2 separate regions of the Mus musculus genome follow, and region 2 is linked to region 1. Evidence: chromatin contacts called from public HiChIP or PLAC-seq data. All regions are on one chromosome and are shown on one strand. Each heading gives the region's core, a stretch centred on a gene start, on an enhancer-like site or on the middle of the called end of the contact. The rest is flanking DNA. Distances are from core to core; before and after follow the strand shown.

What was found. HiChIP or PLAC-seq counts read pairs in DNA pulled down with a chosen protein or histone mark.
Region 2: an H3K4me3 HiChIP or PLAC-seq map of bone marrow-derived macrophages shows a contact between it and region 1, with 5 times the contacts expected there. The contact joins two enhancer-like sites. A contact is called at or near these places in 2 of 15 datasets of contacts at CTCF or cohesin (the NIH/3T3 cell line and embryonic stem cells), 35 of 484 Hi-C or Micro-C datasets (the AML12 cell line, ECoMG myeloid progenitors, ECoMG-derived neutrophils and 25 more), 6 of 115 datasets of contacts at active chromatin or transcription factors (bone marrow-derived macrophages, embryonic stem cells, fibro-adipogenic progenitors and 2 more) and 4 of 9 other capture datasets (adipose tissue, embryonic stem cells, liver and 1 more).

The regions. Positions count from the first base shown.
Region 1 is chr19:43,850,484-43,854,457 of GRCm38.p6, forward strand. Dnmbp (dynamin binding protein) reads right to left here. Exons shown (of 16, transcript NM_028029.4): 13 at 3,650-3,829; 14 at 1,741-1,939. Among named protein-coding and RNA genes, the nearest start is that of Gm24400, 4.9 kb to the right of the region's middle. Within about 2 kb of position 1,693, at least 40 of the 459 cell types and tissues checked have an H3K27ac peak or open chromatin away from gene starts, as enhancers often do. A contact at or near this core is called in bone marrow-derived macrophages, where this site is marked.
Region 2 is chr19:43,963,763-43,967,736 of GRCm38.p6, forward strand. Cpn1 (carboxypeptidase N, polypeptide 1) reads right to left here. Exons shown (of 9, transcript NM_030703.2): 6 at 2,413-2,552; 7 at 1-68. Among named protein-coding and RNA genes, the nearest start is that of Cpn1, 21 kb to the right of the region's middle. Within about 2 kb of position 1,874, at least 60 of the 459 cell types and tissues checked have an H3K27ac peak or open chromatin away from gene starts, as enhancers often do. A contact at or near this core is called in bone marrow-derived macrophages, where this site is marked.

The sequences.
Region 1 (3,974 bases), core at 443-2,942:
CCTGGGTTCGATTCCCAGCACCCACATGGCAGTCACAACCATCCATAACTCCAGTTCCAGGAAGTCCAACATCACCTTCTGACTTCCACAGGCACAACAGGCATATATGGTGCTCAGACATACATGTAGCTAAATCACCATACTCAAAAACAAAACAAACAAACTCAAAAAAGCCTAGGTCAAGAGTGACAAAATCAAATGCTTAGTGGTCCACAGCTTGCAGCATCTAACACCAGAAGATGCCCATACCTGTGCCCGTACCTATGGCTACCTTCTAGGTCATTCTTACACAACCCTAAAACGACAAGGTGTCTGTGGACAATTGACAGGCCAGTGAGAAGACAGAATCAGCTGGGTAGTGGTGGCGCACGCCTTTAATCTCAGCACTGAGTACTGAGTTCAAGGCCAGCCTGGTCTACAGAGTGAGTTCCAGGACAGCCAGGGCTACACAGAGAAACCCTATCTCAAAAAACCAAAAAAAAAAAAAAAAAAAAAAAAAAAAACCAAAACAGACAAAATAAAAAACCATGCAGTTAGTGGTGTAACGTCAGCACGCAGGAGACTAGGATTATTGCAAGTTCAAGGCTAGCCTTGCTGAATTTGGCAGTGGCACAGAAGACAATGTGGCAGAATCTCCAGAGCATCACTAAACTGAGAGAAGACTCCGGTGGGCTTAAGTTCAAATACACCATGTCTGGCAAAGGTGGACTGCAAGGCCGTCCCTGTGCAGAGCCCCTCAGAAAGGCCACCTGCATTCATTCCCCCCTCCACACGTCAGAACCGTCTCAGGGTCAGGGCACACTGGCACAAGCACACAGCCGTGTCCAGCACGTGCTCGCTTCAACAAATTGCCTGATGGTGACAGAGGGCTCTTGACCGCACATTTCAAACACACAGTGTTTCTTGTCTTAAGAAAGAGAAGCCGCAGGACCTGACTCCTCCTTTTCATTAAATGCTGGGATTATTTTAGTCTCATCCAACTTTGTCTTTGTTTTGGTCCCAGGACCCTGCTCATGAAGGATTCTAGCTTTCTAGAGTCAGGGACCCTCCTGGGTCCCCGTCATGAGAGGCTGTCTTTGGATGCAATAAGAGGTACATCCTCTGATCTTTTACATGGATTCTGGGTCTGAATTCTAACTGCAACCTGGTAAAACATGATCAACGGAGCCACCTCATAAAGATGCGTTTAAAGAGCAAATGCTAAAATTGGCCTAGGTCCCCAGAATACTTGGGCCATCACGGTCTTTGGAACTCATACTTTTTTGATTTGAGGATATGTATATGTCAAATACGCATTCATTTCATAAGGCAAGTTATGATTACAAATTCTTTCTTGTTACTCAGTTCAGGTTTTGATAAGAAGGTTCTGAAAAAGCCCTGTTCTTCTCAGCTTGCTGCATTTTAGAATTCTGGGGAAATGGGTTACACTGAAGTCCAGAATCCTCCTTCAAAAAAAGAAAGCTACGAGCTGTTTGATTTTGAGTCACTCTCTGAACAGCCATGGACACTGCTGCAGGGGAAGCTGACAAAACCACAGGCTTTATATCACATACACTTTACAGTTTACACACAGAAGGCAAACACAGCGACATCTTCAGGATAAATAATTAAAGCAACTGTCTCTGAAAGTCATCAAAACAACAGTAATCTTTAGCAGGCAGCTTCCGGCTCAACCCGGGCTCCGCCCACTGTAGAAATCAGGTCAACTCTATAGTTACTTCCCCCTAGTCAAAGGCTCACCTCCGTTGTCCACGAGCCAGCGGTTCTGGCTGCCCATGGGGTCTTTCTTTTTGATCACGCCCACCAGGTCGCCTTCCAAAAGGGAGACATCCAAGTCCTGCGCAGCGTTGAAGTTCCGCTGGACGTGGAAGAGCTTTTCCGGCGGGTACCTCGCCAGCAGGGAGCTCCGCAGCTCTTCCGACTGCAGCATGTAGCTTGGCTGAAAAGGTAGAACAGGGCCAATGAGAAAACTCACGCTGGCACCCTGGCAGCTATGGTTAATCTCAGCCTGCCACGGCAGGAGGGAGGCACCAACCCTGAGCCACATTTTTATAATCGAGTCTGGCTGTGTTAGGTAAAAAGCACACTGCAATGTTTTAATGGCTCTGAGGCAAGCTAACACCCTTACTTTATGCAACAACAAGAACAACAAAACAAAAATAGGATTAAAATACAACCAAAGTTCTGAGGCTGGGGAGGTGCTGTAGCCCAGAGGCAGAGCATATTTTTTACATGTGTAAGGCCTTGGGTTCAATTGCTAGTACCAAAAAAAAAAAACCCAAAAAACCAAAAAACAAAAACCTAAAAACTTTTTTTTTTTTTTTTGGTTTTTCGAGACACGGTTTCTCTGTATAGCCCTGGCTGTCCTGGAACTCACTTTGTAGACCAGGCTGGCCTCAAACTCAGAAATCCGCCTGCCTCTGCCTCCCAAGTGCTGGGATTAAAAGCGTGTGCCACCACGCCTGACCCAAAAACATTTTAAAACAAGATTATTTATATATTATGTTATAGTGGTCTGCCTGCACGTATGCCTGCAGGCCAGAAGAGGGCACCAGATCCCATTACAGATGGTTGTGAGCCACCCTGTGGTTTCTGGGATTTGAACTCAGGACCTCTGGAAGAGCAGTCAGGGCTCTTAACCTCTGGAGAGCCATCTCTCCAGCCCCTAAAATAAAATTTAAAATGAAAACAAAAAATTCTAAATACCAAGCATATCACTAGGTCTTATATTATTGTTATATAGACCTAAATAATGAGAGTTAAATTAAAGGGAGGAGCTGGAGAGATGGTTCAGGGGTCAAGGATGCTCTCTGCTCTTGCAGAGGACCAGAGAACCCATTTTAGACACCTCACGACCATCAGTGTCTGGAGCCCCAGAGCATCCAACGCCCTCTTCTGGATTCCACAGGTACCTACACATATAATCTAAAATAAAAATCTTTAAAATGAAAAACTAAAGGCAATAGTAAATCCAATTCTCCCTTGTAAACAAATGCTCATGGGATTTTATGGAGCAAATGCCAATATAGGGAGGGTGACCCGTCCTTCTTGTCTAGAAGCCCACAGGATCTGATGTATCTTACTGCAAATTTTAAAATATGAAAGACCTGTGTTAAAAAAACAAAACAAACAAACAAACAAAAAAATCCCAAAAACCACAATGCTACTCCAGGCAAAGAAGTCATTAAAGGTTTGGCTGTGTTAGCCTAATACAAGATCAAAACCAGACCTGACTCATTTCCCTTAATTAACTTATCAGTGTACAAGTGCTTCACTAAGATCCAAGAAGGATTCAGGAGGCATCAAACTCCAAATCTCCAGGTGGTCCCAGCTGGGTACCAGCAACCGCCTCAGTGATGCCCGAGATGGAACAGGCCCGACCAATAGCCTCAGGTTCTCCCTTGGTTATGAAGTCAAGACTCCCACACACTGCTCATGTGCAGAAGCACAGCAGCTGTTCAATATTAAATATGTCTACCTGCATGGTGCTCACGTGCTGGGCAGCTCCACACCTTAACTCGGTTAAGCCTGGTAATGGCCCTGTGATGGAGGGCTGGCCAGTATCAACTCCTGTCCGGAGATGAGGTGATGCGCTTAGATGCCCGGTGTGCACAGGTCAGTCCTGGAGCCACACCAGGTGCCTACTCACCATGCCCAGAAGGGTCTTCCGGGATGACTGGCGGTCTGTGGTTTTCCTCTCAAAGGGCTTCCTGGGCGCTGGGAGGGACTCGGGGAAGAATGTGAAGACCTGGAGCTGCTGTAGCACCCGGCTGTGCTCCTCAAGGAAGATGGCGATCAAGTTGCCTTCTCGGTCGGTGGCTTTCAGTAACTGCAGCCCGTGGGAGTCAAGACAGGAAAGGAGGGGACACAGATGAAGGACCCCTGGCCCAAGTCTTTAGAGCAGCAGTTCTCAGCCTTCCTAATGCTGCAACCCTTCAATACAGTTCTCACGTTGTGGTGACCCCAACCATAAA
Region 2 (3,974 bases), core at 624-3,123, 110 kb after region 1:
GAAATGACAGCCCCCGTGAGGTTGTTAGAGTTCTCATCCAACACCATTCCCTTGATGCCCTGGTGGACCTGCGGGAAACAGTGGCCACCGAGAGTCAGAATCACACAGTGGTTGGACAGTGGGAAAGGCTCTGGCCTTTCTCTTTTCTCATGGTTCCTCTCAGTCCATGTTCATTAACACCATGACAACACCCTGTAAACTAGCTCTTCACTGCTCCTCCAATCCCATAATCCCTCCTTAGTAGGCGGAGTGATCCTGTCACTCAGTCACAGTACACTGCCTTCTCAAAGCTCCTGTGTGGGTGGGCTTGTGAGGCCACAGTCCCCACTAGTAGCCCAGTCTCAAGTGTATGTGTGTTGAGTATTTTGCCTTCACGTGTGTCTTTGTACCCTGTGCCTACATGTTGCTGGAAGAGCCCAGCAGAGGGTCACAGAGCTCTCGGGACTAATGTCACCAATGTTTGTGAGCCACCATGAGGATGCTGGAAACAAACTTAGGTTTGCTGAGACAAGCCAGTACTCTCAATCAACCGCCAAGCCATCTCTCCAGCTCCTGCTGGTCTAACCTTGAATTTTGTTACAATTAAGGAAATTTAAGGGGGGGGGGTGCTGGTGAGATGGTTTAGTGGGTAAGAGCACTGACTGCTCTTCCAAAGATCCTGAGTTCAAATCCCAGCAACCACATGGTGGCTCACAACCATCTGTAATGAGATCTGATGCCCTCTTCTGGAATGTCTGAAGACAGCTACAGTGTACTTACATATAGTAATAAATAAAATCTTAAAAAGAAAAGAAAAGAAAGGAAAGGAAAGGAAAGGAAACGAAACGAAACGAAACGAAACGAAATGAAACGAAAAGAAACTTAGAAACTTTAGCGGTTAAGAGCACTGACTGCTCTGCCAGAGGTCCTGAATTCAATTCCCAGCAACAACATGGTGGCTCACAACCATCTGTAAGGGATCCGATGCCCTCTTCTGGTGTGTCTGAAGACAGAGACAGTATATTCACATTAAATAAATAAATAAATAAGTAAATAAATAAAATCTTTAAAGAAAGAGAGAGAGAGAGAGAGAAACCTTAGATTGTGATCTACTGAGATGGCTCAGTGGTTAAAGGCATTTGCTGCTAAGCCTGACTGAGTTTGAACTTGGTACCCAAAATGCTGGAAGAAGAGAACAGACTACCTTCCACAACTTGCTTTCTGATTTCCACACAAACATCATGGCATGAATACACAAGAGAGAGAGAGAGAGAGAGAGAGAGAGAGAGAAAATTTGAAGTAAATTGTGGTAAAATGTTCACTCTGTGAATTGTACAGCCCAGTTTATCACGCACATTTGTAATATGTGCCTAGCACAACAACTCACTTTTAGAACTCTCTTCATCTGACACTGAAACTGCTCTCCTTAAGATGAAAGTCTCCATCCCTCTCATTCTCTACCCCACCTCCTGCTCTTCCAGCCCCAGACACCATTCTGCATTCTGTCTGTGCGACTGTATAAACTCTATCTAAACAGAGGCACGGCTTACTGCCATACGACTGGCTTATTGCTTATTGCATAATCCAGATCCAGTCGTGCTAAGGTGTGTGTCAGCGCTTACCTGGTTTTGAAGGCCCTTTCTCTCTCTCTCTCTCTGCCTGTCTTCACTTCTTTGAGATTTAACCATGCTGAATAATATAACAATTTTATTCTAATTGTGGTTGCTTTTGTGGGTCTGGAAACACAATTTTGGGTCCCTCGTGTGCTAAGCAAGAGCTTTACCACTGAGCTAAACTTCAGCCCCATTTTTAATTTTCCGGAAGCTCTGTCACACTGCTTGGCTTAGAAGCAACATCACTTTCTGCTCACAGTGCCTAAAAGAGTCCAGTTTCTCCCCCTCCTCCAAGCCTTGTCATGTGTTTCTCACAGCAGCCGTTGCGGTGCACTTGAGGCGGCAGCTGGCTGTGGTTGCTGCTGCCGGGCACCTTTCAGATGTGGACTTGGCTTGTTTTAGTTGGACCTATTCTGGAGGGCCCACCCCTGTTCTAGATAACCTGGCTTGTCTGAGCCCCTCCGATCCTCAGGCTCCTCAGACCCCATTTGAGAGTGGCTTTCTCCGGGAGACTTTCTTCACAGCACTTCTCTTTTTAATGAGGCACAGAATTTACTTCCGTATTTTGCTTACTGTCTGCCCCGGTTAGAACATCAGTTCCATAGAGACAGGGATATAGGCTTGTTTACCCAGAGTCCCCAGCTTACAGTAAAGTTTTGGACAGACAGCTATGCTCTAGGACATTGAAGGAAAACCAACCGCAGGAGTAGAGGGCTGGTTGAGTGGAGTCAGCTCTGGGGACAGCCTGAGCCTGTGGCAACCCCAGCTGCCATTGGAAGACCTCTCTTGCAACCAGAAGAGTCAAACGGAAGGATCTTACCTGTTCCAAGAACTGGATTAAGGCTTCCCGGTTACCCAGCCACTCCCTCTGCAGCTCCTCTTGCCGGGGAAACTTGTCGCAACTCAGCTCGAGCGTGATCTCAAAGCAGTTAGTGTGGAGATAATTGAAGTCTTGCATTCCTAGGGAAAGAGACAGCGGCAGATCTTTGTGTCGAGGGACCCACCATTGCCACCTTTCTCGTTAGTCACAGTTTCTCCACCACATCTTTATCAGCTTCTCTCCTACCTCTTGACATCTGCTAACTTACTCTCCACAGAGCTGTTCCTGAGTCTCAGGCTGAAGGTTAGCCTGGTCTACATAGCAAGTTCCAGGTCTGCCTAGGCTACATAGCGAGGCTCTGTCTTAAAATAAACACAGAGACCAGCAACCATAACTAAACAACTGGTTTCCTCCCAGGTACTAAAGCCCCTAGAAGGTGAGCCATGCAGCTTAACACAGATCACTGGGCCTTAACTCAGGGTTTAACTCAGGAGGCACAGGGCACAGGGCAAGGGCCCCAAGTTTCTGTGTTGGACAACTTCCCAGGTTACTGTGGTCAGAGACCTCATTGCTGAGACAACCACTAGAATTGACCTAATTAACTATTGTTAATCTTGGGATTGTGTTGATTTGGTTTAGGGTGGAGATTCTCTGAGGAGGCACGGGCCATGCTTTCTGAGAGGATAGGGAGGGTGGGGAGGGAGAGAGGGAGGGAGGGAGGGAGGGAGGGAGAGAGAGAGAGAGAGAGAGAGAGAGAGAGAGAGAGAGAGAGAGAGAGAATGATTTGAAAAAGTATAGTGGCACATGCCTTTAATCCAAGCACTCGGGAGGCAGAGGCAGGCGGATTTCTGAGTTTAAGGCCAGCCTGGTCTACAAAGTGAGTTTCAGGACAGCCAGGGCTATACAGAGAAACCCTGTCTCGGGGGAAAAAAAGAAAAAAGAAAAAAAAAGAAAAAGCAATTATCTGGGGCTGGAGAGACAGCTCAGCGGTTAAGAGCACTGACTGCTCTGCCAGAGGTCCTGAGTTCAAATCCCAGCAACCACATGGTGGCTCACAACCATCTGTAATGGGATCCCATGCCTTCTTCTAGTGTGTGTCTGAGGACAGCTGCAGTGTACTCATATAAATAAAAAATAAAGACATCTTGAAAGAAAGAAAGAAAGAAAGAAAGAAAGAAAGAAAGAAAGAAAGAAAAGAAAAGGAAAGGAAAGGAAAGGAAAGGAAAGGAAAGGAAAAGAAAAGAAAAGAAAAGAAAAGAAAAGAAAAGAAAAGAAAAGAAAAGGAAAGAAAAGAAAAGAAAAGAGAAGAGAAGAAAAGAGAAGAAAAGAAAAGAAAAGAAAAAGCGTCTCTGATGCTTCCAATCTGGGGGGTGAGGAGGTTGGCTTCCTAGCACAAAGTTAAAGAAAGAAGAATCTACCAGAATCTTCTTGTGTATTCAAGTAGGTTTGGTGCACAAGCCTAACTTCTTAGTACAAATGACTCCCCGGCTTCTCTCCTCTCCACTCTCCCCAGGACCAAACATCAACTCAGCCCTCATCAATACAGGTGGCTCAGATGGAGA